2 separate regions of the Mus musculus genome follow, and region 2 is linked to region 1. A link is a contact called in public ChIA-PET data. All regions are on one chromosome and are shown on one strand. Each heading gives the region's core, a stretch centred on a gene start, on an enhancer-like site or on the middle of the called end of the contact. The rest is flanking DNA. Distances are from core to core; before and after follow the strand shown. Region 1 overlaps Gm33682 (a long non-coding RNA gene). Region 2 has its middle 7.0 kb from the start of Dlk1.

The links. ChIA-PET counts read pairs in DNA pulled down with a chosen protein or histone mark.
Region 2: a contact with region 1 is called in an RNA polymerase II ChIA-PET map of memory CD8 T cells, with 35 read pairs. The contact joins two enhancer-like sites. A contact is called at or near these places in 1 of 484 Hi-C or Micro-C datasets (pre-megakaryocyte-erythroid progenitors), 2 of 115 datasets of contacts at active chromatin or transcription factors (large pre-B cells and memory CD8 T cells) and 1 of 9 other capture datasets (embryonic stem cells).

Annotation. Positions count from the first base shown.
Region 1 is chr12:108,761,643-108,765,569 of GRCm38.p6, forward strand. It overlaps Gm33682 (a long non-coding RNA gene), which reads right to left. Exons shown (of 2, transcript XR_381914.3): 1 at 1,119-3,927; 2 at 89-435. Among named protein-coding and RNA genes, the nearest start is that of Gm33682, 3.7 kb to the right of the region's middle. Within about 2 kb of position 2,074, at least 84 of the 459 cell types and tissues checked have an H3K27ac peak or open chromatin away from gene starts, as enhancers often do. A contact at or near this core is called in memory CD8 T cells, where this site is marked.
Region 2 is chr12:109,444,494-109,448,420 of GRCm38.p6, forward strand. No RefSeq gene overlaps it. Among named protein-coding and RNA genes, the nearest start is that of Dlk1, 7.0 kb to the right of the region's middle. Within about 2 kb of position 1,753, at least 63 of the 459 cell types and tissues checked have an H3K27ac peak or open chromatin away from gene starts, as enhancers often do. A contact at or near this core is called in memory CD8 T cells, where this site is marked.

The DNA of each region.
Region 1 (3,927 bases), core at 824-3,323:
TGGCTCACAACCACCTGTAGCTCTTGAGCATCCGCACACACACACACACACACACACACACACACACACACACACGAAAGAGAGAGAATTAAAAATAATAAATACACATATTTTTTTATTTTTTAAGGCCAGGGGCAGACAATATCTGCAAAGCAGAAAACACCTGAGTGTGCCCCTGACAACAGAAAAACAGACTGGAGGTGAACACCTTCCCCTGGGAGTGTCTGGGCACTGTGTGGTCCCCTCTGGCTTCTCCATCCTGTGGTCATCAATCAAACCTTCATTGATCTGATTTTCCCCTGTTGTTCCAGGCCCCGAGGCCAGGGAAGGGCCTCCTTCAGGGGCTTCCTCCAATGGGCAGCTTCTTCTCTCTCCTTCTCTGGGTAGCATTGGGGTGGGGAGAGCAGACGAGGTGCTGAGGGCCATCAGAGCCCCCTGATAAAAAACACATCTTTAAGAAATACTATCAGAAGCTGGGTGGTGGTGGCGCATGCCTTTAATCCCAGCACTTGGGAGGCAGAGGCAGGCGGATTTCTGAATTCAAGGCCAGCCTGGTCTACAGAGTGAGTTCCAGGACAGCCAGGGCTATACAGAGAAACCCTGTCTTGAAAAAGCCAAAAACCAAAAACCAAAAAAGAAGAAGAAGAAGAAGAAGAAGGAGAGGGAGAGGGAGAGGGAGAGGGAGAGGGAGAGGGAGAGGGAGAGGGAGAGGGAGAGGGAGAGGGAGAGGGAGAGGGAGAGGGAGAGGGAGAGGGAGAGGGAGAGGGAGAGGGAGGAGAGGGAGAGGGAGAGGGAGAGGGAGGAGAAGAAGGAGGAGAAGAAGGAGGAGAAGGAGAAGGAGAAGGAGAAGAACAAGAAGAAGAACAAGAAGAAGAACAAGAAAAAGAACAAGAAGAACAAGAACAAGAACAAAAAGAAGAAGAACAAGAAGAAGAACAACAACAACAACAAGAACAAGAACAAGAAGAAGAACAAGAAGAACAAGAGCAAGAAGAAGAAGAACAAGAACAAGAAGAAGAACAAGAAGAAGAACAAGAAGAAGAACAAGAAGAAATAGTATCAGTTGCTGAGGCTTTAGGGAAGTTGTGTATTGGAATGTTGGGAGAATGTCCACTCACCTTTGGTTTCCTTCCAGACAGCTGTTAATCAGTTCTGTTCCGATCTGCCTTCCTCCCAGGGTACTGGGGGAAGCCACTGGGACGTTATCTCATGGCCAGGTTTAGGGGACCTACAATGCCTTTCACCCACCCTCCATGGAACACCAAAGCTTTCTGCATCCCATTTTGGTACCCAAGCCAGGTTGCCAGGGCTCAGTTCTTACTGTGCCTTTGTCTTTAGGCCCAAGGCAGCCTTATTGACCCATCTCTTCATGTACATGCAACCTTTCCCACCCAAGCAGGCAGGGAGAAGCAAGAGGCCCTGCTCAGGACTGCTTCAGGAAGCTAGCTCTGCCGTGCTCTCCCATGAACCATGCAGTAGGTAGAAGAGGCCTGCCACCCACTTCCTGGTTTTGCAGGTCTCTACCATGGTTAGGTGCTCCAGGGGTTGTCCTACTGAACTGGGGCTGTCCTACTAGGCTACTAGGTTCACTTAGCAATATTTGCACTGTGTCCCCTCCTCCAGTGGGCTTCTGTCCCTCCCACATGAAAGCAACTCCTGCTTCACCCCTTATCATCCTTAATCAGGTAGCTTCCTTCTGTGGTCTACACCCTCCATTATCTTGCTGTCCACAGAGGCTCTTTCCATGAAGGGACCCTGGAAATGCTCTTTGGAAAGCAACATGCCGGTCCTTGTAGCTGGGCCCCAGCCAGCCAGCTGCAACCTCTCCCACTTCCCACTTCTGTGGGCTCCCGTGCAGTGTGTGTACCTGTGCACTGCAGTGGTGCGCTCTCTTAGACTGCTGTTCTCGGGGCTGGGGAAGTCTTGGGGGAAGTGACCTGGCCTATTGTTCTATGAGGCCACAGCTGAACTGGTCTCCCCGCCGCGCCACATCTGGGACTGTTTCTCCTGCGCCTAGCTTGGCTCCTGGCACCTATGTATGGTTAGCAGCTGATAAGCACTTTTAACTCTAGACTCAGGGGATGTGCTGCCCTCTTCTGACCTCCTCTGACATCTGCATGCATATGCATACACCCTGGGTTCCTTATGCACTGTCAAGGCTAGGAAAACCGTGACCCAATACATTGACAGATTCTGAATGGCTTAAATTTGGCTTTTTATTCTGTGCAATGAGAGACTGGACTTTAGCTATTACTTCCGAGCTATACCAGGCTCTGGCAAGACACAGATTATAAGTGGCCCTGTCCTTTGGTGCAGAGGATCCTTACAGAAGCAGGCTGGTGAGCTTTGTCCCCAATCCAGGTCCATGAACATCTGGGGGCTCCTACTGCAAGTTACAGGTAAAGCCCACATAGAAACAAGCAGAAAACATACAGGTTAGAGTGTTCTGGGGTATTTTCATGGACATCATAAAGTCCAAACCCAAGGGCAGTGGATTGAACACTAGAGACCAGTGAATTTAGGTCTCCTGTTGACAGCCAGACCTCTTCTTACACCCCTGTGCTTCCTAGAAATGTATTATCACACTCCCCTTGACAACCAGAACTGCCTACTTGCTGGGACTCAGACTTTAGGTCAATTGCCCAAAGCCATGCATGGAGCCCTGTCAGTATGGGCTTGACTGGATTAGGAATCCCTAGAAAGTTGGTGGAGTTCTGTTCTGGGTGTGTCTCTGTCTCCAGGGCAGCCCTGCCCTCAGCACTCAGAGACAGGTCTTCCTTGTATTGCCAGGACTTGAATGCCCCAGTAGTCCTGAGTTCCCAGGGCTGAGTTATACCAGGGCTTTTCTGGCTCTGAGACTTTTGAACTAGAACTGAGGTACGCTACTGGCATCCCAAGTCTTTGCCACCATAATGACAGGGTCAAGGCCCAGCCAAACTCCTCCGTGCTCACCTGCCACTGGAGGCTGAGGTCAGTCCCTATCCTTTCTTTCCAGCTAACAACCTAAGAAGCGCTGAGGGGGCAGATGGGGAAGAAGAGCAGAACTTTCTGCGACCTGCCAGTGGCATAAATAACTGTTTAAAGCGTGGGTCTTTAGCTAGGACACTCTTCTTCTTTTTTTTTTTTTAAAGATTTATTTATTATTATATATTCGTACACTGTAGCTGTCTTCAGATGCACCAGAAGAGGGTGTCAGATCTCAATAATGGGTGGTTGTGAGCCACCATATGGTTGCTGGGATTTGAACTCAGGACCTTCAGAAGAGCAGTCAGTGCTCTTACCCGCTGAGCCATCACGCCAGCCCCTAGGACACTCTTCAGTTACCAGTGAACCTAAGGTGATGCCCCGGCACGCGGCTAGCTCTATTCCTTCCTCTGCTCTGCTGCGGTCAGTGTGGGTTCCCTCCATGTCCGCTCTGGATTCGCCCGCTTCTGCCTTCTTCCCCACCCTCCTCCTTCCTGCTCCTTCTTACAACTGATCAGCAGCAGTGAGTGATGCAACTCTAGATTGCCTTAGGCCGATGAGGAAGGACGAATATTTATAAAGTAGAAAATCCAGTGGTGGGCCATTGAAATGACAATACCAGGATCCTGCCGGCACTTGGCTGTCTATAGGTACAGAAATAACAACCGAAAAACACGGAGACATACCTTTACACAATGAAAAGAAAAGGTTCCCCTAACAGGGAAGGAAGCCGAGAACTTGTCAGCTGAGGGATAGAGGCCCTGGGAAGCCAACCGACCGAGCCTTTTCCTTACCGTGGCCCAGTGTTCAGAAAGCCTGACTAAGCCTCCTGCCCCAGCCTGGGTCTTCTGCTACATTTCTGGTCGCAGGCAGATGGGAAAGTCCGGAAATTCCCCAAGCCCCCCAAGCCCCGCAAGCCCGGGCTGCTGAGCTGGTTTTTTTGCCTGTGTCAATTTCCTTTTC
Region 2 (3,927 bases), core at 503-3,002, 680 kb after region 1:
TGAGGAGGACAGGGGGGAATCAAAGTTGAGTTCCAAGGTAGGAAAAAGAGAGAAAGGAAATAAGCCATTGTGTATGTGTGCTTGAGTGTGTGTGTGTGTGTGTATGCATGTGTGCGTGTATGCCTGTGTGTGTGTGCATGCGTGTATGTGTGTACCTATGTGTATGTGTGTGCCTGTGGGTGTGTTGGTGCATGTGCGTGTGTGCCTGTGTGCCTGTATGTATGTACACGCAAGTACATGTGTGTGCACGCGTGTGTGTGTGTATGCCTGTATGTGCATGCATGCATGTGTGTGTGCATGAGTGTGCATGCATGCATGTGTGTGCCTGTGTATGTGTTCGTAAGTGTGTGTGTGTGTGTGCCTGTGTGTGTGTACGTGATCAACCCAAAGCTTGACACTGAAGTAATAATGGCAAGGAAGGACTACTCAATCCCAACTCTGACCCTTCTCCTTGTTTCTAGTCTCTGGGCTTGTTACTGTACACGGGGGTGTCGCTGTGCATGTGTGGAGTACACCTGACACGAGTAAATACTCTCCTTACACCATCTGTGTCTCTGAAACTGAACCCAGGTATTCAGACTTGGTGGCAAGCATCCTTGCTCGCTGAGCCATGTCGCCAGCCCCTCGGAGCTTTTTGATCAGTTTTGGCTTGTTTGTTTTAGATTTTTGTGGTTTAGACAGTCTCATTACGTAGCCCAGACTGGCCTCAAACTCTGTCTCCTGTGCTAGGGTTAAAGCTGTGTCATACATACCACACCCTGCTTTTTTTTTTTTTTAACAAAGCCTTACAACCTTGAGGGTTCCTGGGGGACTCTTTGAAATAAGCCTCTACAGTCTTCCTAACAGGGCTTCACTCCCAAACATTCTAGTCCTACTCTGTCCAGTCCTTGCTGTGTGACCAGCAGAGAATCACTTGCCCTCTCTGAGCTGTGCCTCTATTATGTGACTAAGTGGGGAATGACAGAGCTGGAAGCTAAGAGGGAGAGACATTTCTATGCCTGGATCACATTAAAGATCATCAAAAGTTTGGGTTTGGGTTCTAAGCCACCCAGTGTGTGCATGAGGTAGGGGGTGGGTCAGCTCACGATAGCACCCCCTTGTCCTCCTTGTCCTGTCACTGGTTGTATAGCCTGACTGCAGACTTGCTAGGTAGGGCCTCCCGGAGGTGCAGAGCGTCACCATAGGAACGGTTCGCTCACATGCAGAGAGAGCGGTTCAGAGGAACCAGGCGCTTGGTGGAGGGAGGCAGTGGGGGGGGGGGGGGCTCTGGATGTGGTCTGACTGCTACTCACATTCCCAGTACAAGATCTGGGGGCCTCTGTTGCGATGTAACTAGGTGGGAAGAGTCTTGCAACCTAGGGGACCCTCCTGGAAGGCCAATTGGGGAGGTCAGCCACCCCTGGGAAGTAGAGGGCTGCTGTCGGAGAGGGACCTGCTGCTGGGACCAGTTGCTAGGACACGGGATCTTTCTGAGGGGCCCATGGTAACCCTCCGAGAACACGTTGTGCCTCATTCATTTATTCATTAATTCACTTAATCCGCAACCAGCTCACGAGCAGGGCTGCAGGCCACCAGCCGCGAGGTACAAGGAGGAACAAGATGTCTCTGGTCCTGCTGAGGTCAGGCACATGTGCACAATCCATTAACACCGGAGCGAGAAGATGTGTTCTGGCCAGTGATGAGGCCCAGGGAGCAGGCCACAGACAGGCTCGCTACAGGTCCAGAGTGAGAACTACAGGAGAGGGGGCGGTGCGGCGCAGCTCCGGCACCTCTAGTGGGCAAGCTGGCTTGTGCTTCTCTCCTTTTCTTAGGGACAAGGTGATAGCCTTCTCCAGTCGAGAGATTCTCAAGTCTGTCCTGGACTCAAAAGAGCACACTGAAAACATTTTTTTAATACAATGGAATGAAAATGGAAATGTTTCCTTACAAAACTGAAAGAGAAAAGAAATCTTCGATTCGTTCCTCGAGAGCAATGTTTTCACAGCCTTAAACTTGACAGAGCTTCCTGCCAACAGCTGGGGGGGGGGGGGGAGGGCAAACCACCACACAGCACTCTCTTTTACAGATGGTGGAGAGCCAGCGAGAAGTTCTGCTTCTCCCGCAGCCCCCCCCTTGCCCCGCCCCCTAAGAACTGATCTGGGGCCAGCCAGGAGGATCCTCCTTGCTCAGGCTCCAGGTTTGAAAGGAGGACTTTCTGGTGACTAAAAGCAGTCTCTGATCTGGTGTCCTTGGCCTTTGTGGTCACTCGTTCTCCCCCAACCGAGGTGGGTGGTTCTTCACTGGACGAGGATGGACGTCTTGGATTTATTTCCAAGGCTTCTGATCAAGTCTGGGTGCGATACTGCTGCCACTACCGTCATCATTTCTGTAGTCTTGGTCAAACGACTCTGTGATAAGAGGATTCTGATTCTGAAGCCATTGTTTGCCAAATTAGGACAGATTTTAGATCCAAATATGGAAGCTTTTGCACTGCACTACAGCCTCGGGGGTTTTTTTGCTCCTTTCTTTTTTGTTTTGTTTTGTTTTGTTTTTCCCGAATTTTAATCCTGCAGGACAAACTAACTAAACCTCTACACTTTGTTGCTAGCTTGTTACAAGGGCTCACCATGGTGCCTCAGACCTTTGGGCTTGTGTTAACCTCCCGCCTCAGTCTCCTCCTATATGTTTTCTTTGCTTTGATTTCAGTTTTAGTCATGTGCACGGATGTTCGGTTTGCTCATGTAAGTATGGGTGCTCTCAGAGCTCAGAAAAGGATGTTTGGCATTGGGTCCCCAGAGCTGGAGATGCAGATGATTGTAAGCTGCTCAGCATAGTTGCTGGGAACTAAACTTGGGTCCTCTGGAAGAGCATGAGAACTCTCAACTACTTCGAATCTCTCTATCCCCATCCTGAGCTCTTGGGATCATAGTCATGCCATATTCAGCTCTTATCTCACAGTCTAGCAGCTGCACAGGAACACACATGCGCAAGTCTCACTCACACCATTCCCCAAATGTACGCCCTGAAGACCGTCCCCACAGAAACATCACTTGGAGAACTCCTATGCATCCTGCTCAGCCCAAGTCTATAAGCCCCTTCCCCAGCCTGCACTGGTTTGGACACATAACAGAGCCCCTTTCCCTTCCTGGGCACACAGTAGGTTTTTTGTTTTTTGTTTTTTCTAATTTTGAAGAGATAGATGGATATTTTTGTTTGTTTGTTTTTTGGTTTTTTTTGTTCTGTTTTGTTTTGTTTTGTATTTCGAGACAGGGTTTCTCTGTGTAGCCCTGGCTGTCCTGGAACTCATTTTGCAGACCAGGCTGGCCTCGAACTCAGAAATCCGCCTGCCTCTGCCTCCCAAGTGCTGGGATTAAAGGTGTGCACCACCACCACCCGGCTGGATATTGTTTTTAAGGAGGAGAGCCACTCACTGTTTTATTGGAAACTAACTTCTGAGAATTTGTGATATGTGGAGAATTATTGTAGTCTTGGTCAATGCTTATAATGGCAGCTACATGACAAAAAGACTCCTCATTCTTTTGAATGCCCTCCCTCCTGGTTGGAGGGTGAATTTACCTTGGGAGTAAAGAGTCACTTAACATTCTTAGAGACCCCCAGCGCGGCTCCCTACCGTGGAATGACTCACTGGTGCCCTTTAAGAGGATAATTTGGTTGATGCAAATGACATAAACTTAATATTCATGTAGACTGTGCCTTTGAAGAAATAGAGAGGTCTAGGTTTTTAATCCTCTCACTGATGGATAAAGGAAAACTAGTGTCTGGAGAGAGGGGAAGACCCTGCCCCAACCTGCGCTACATGTGGAACCCAGACCAATGTGTCTCAAGCTTGCCAAAACTGCGTCAAGAGCCTGGTCTCCCGCATTACAGGCAGACCCACATGAGAGCTTGGGACTATGGGGGATTTGTGCTCCGGCTGCCTTCAGAAGG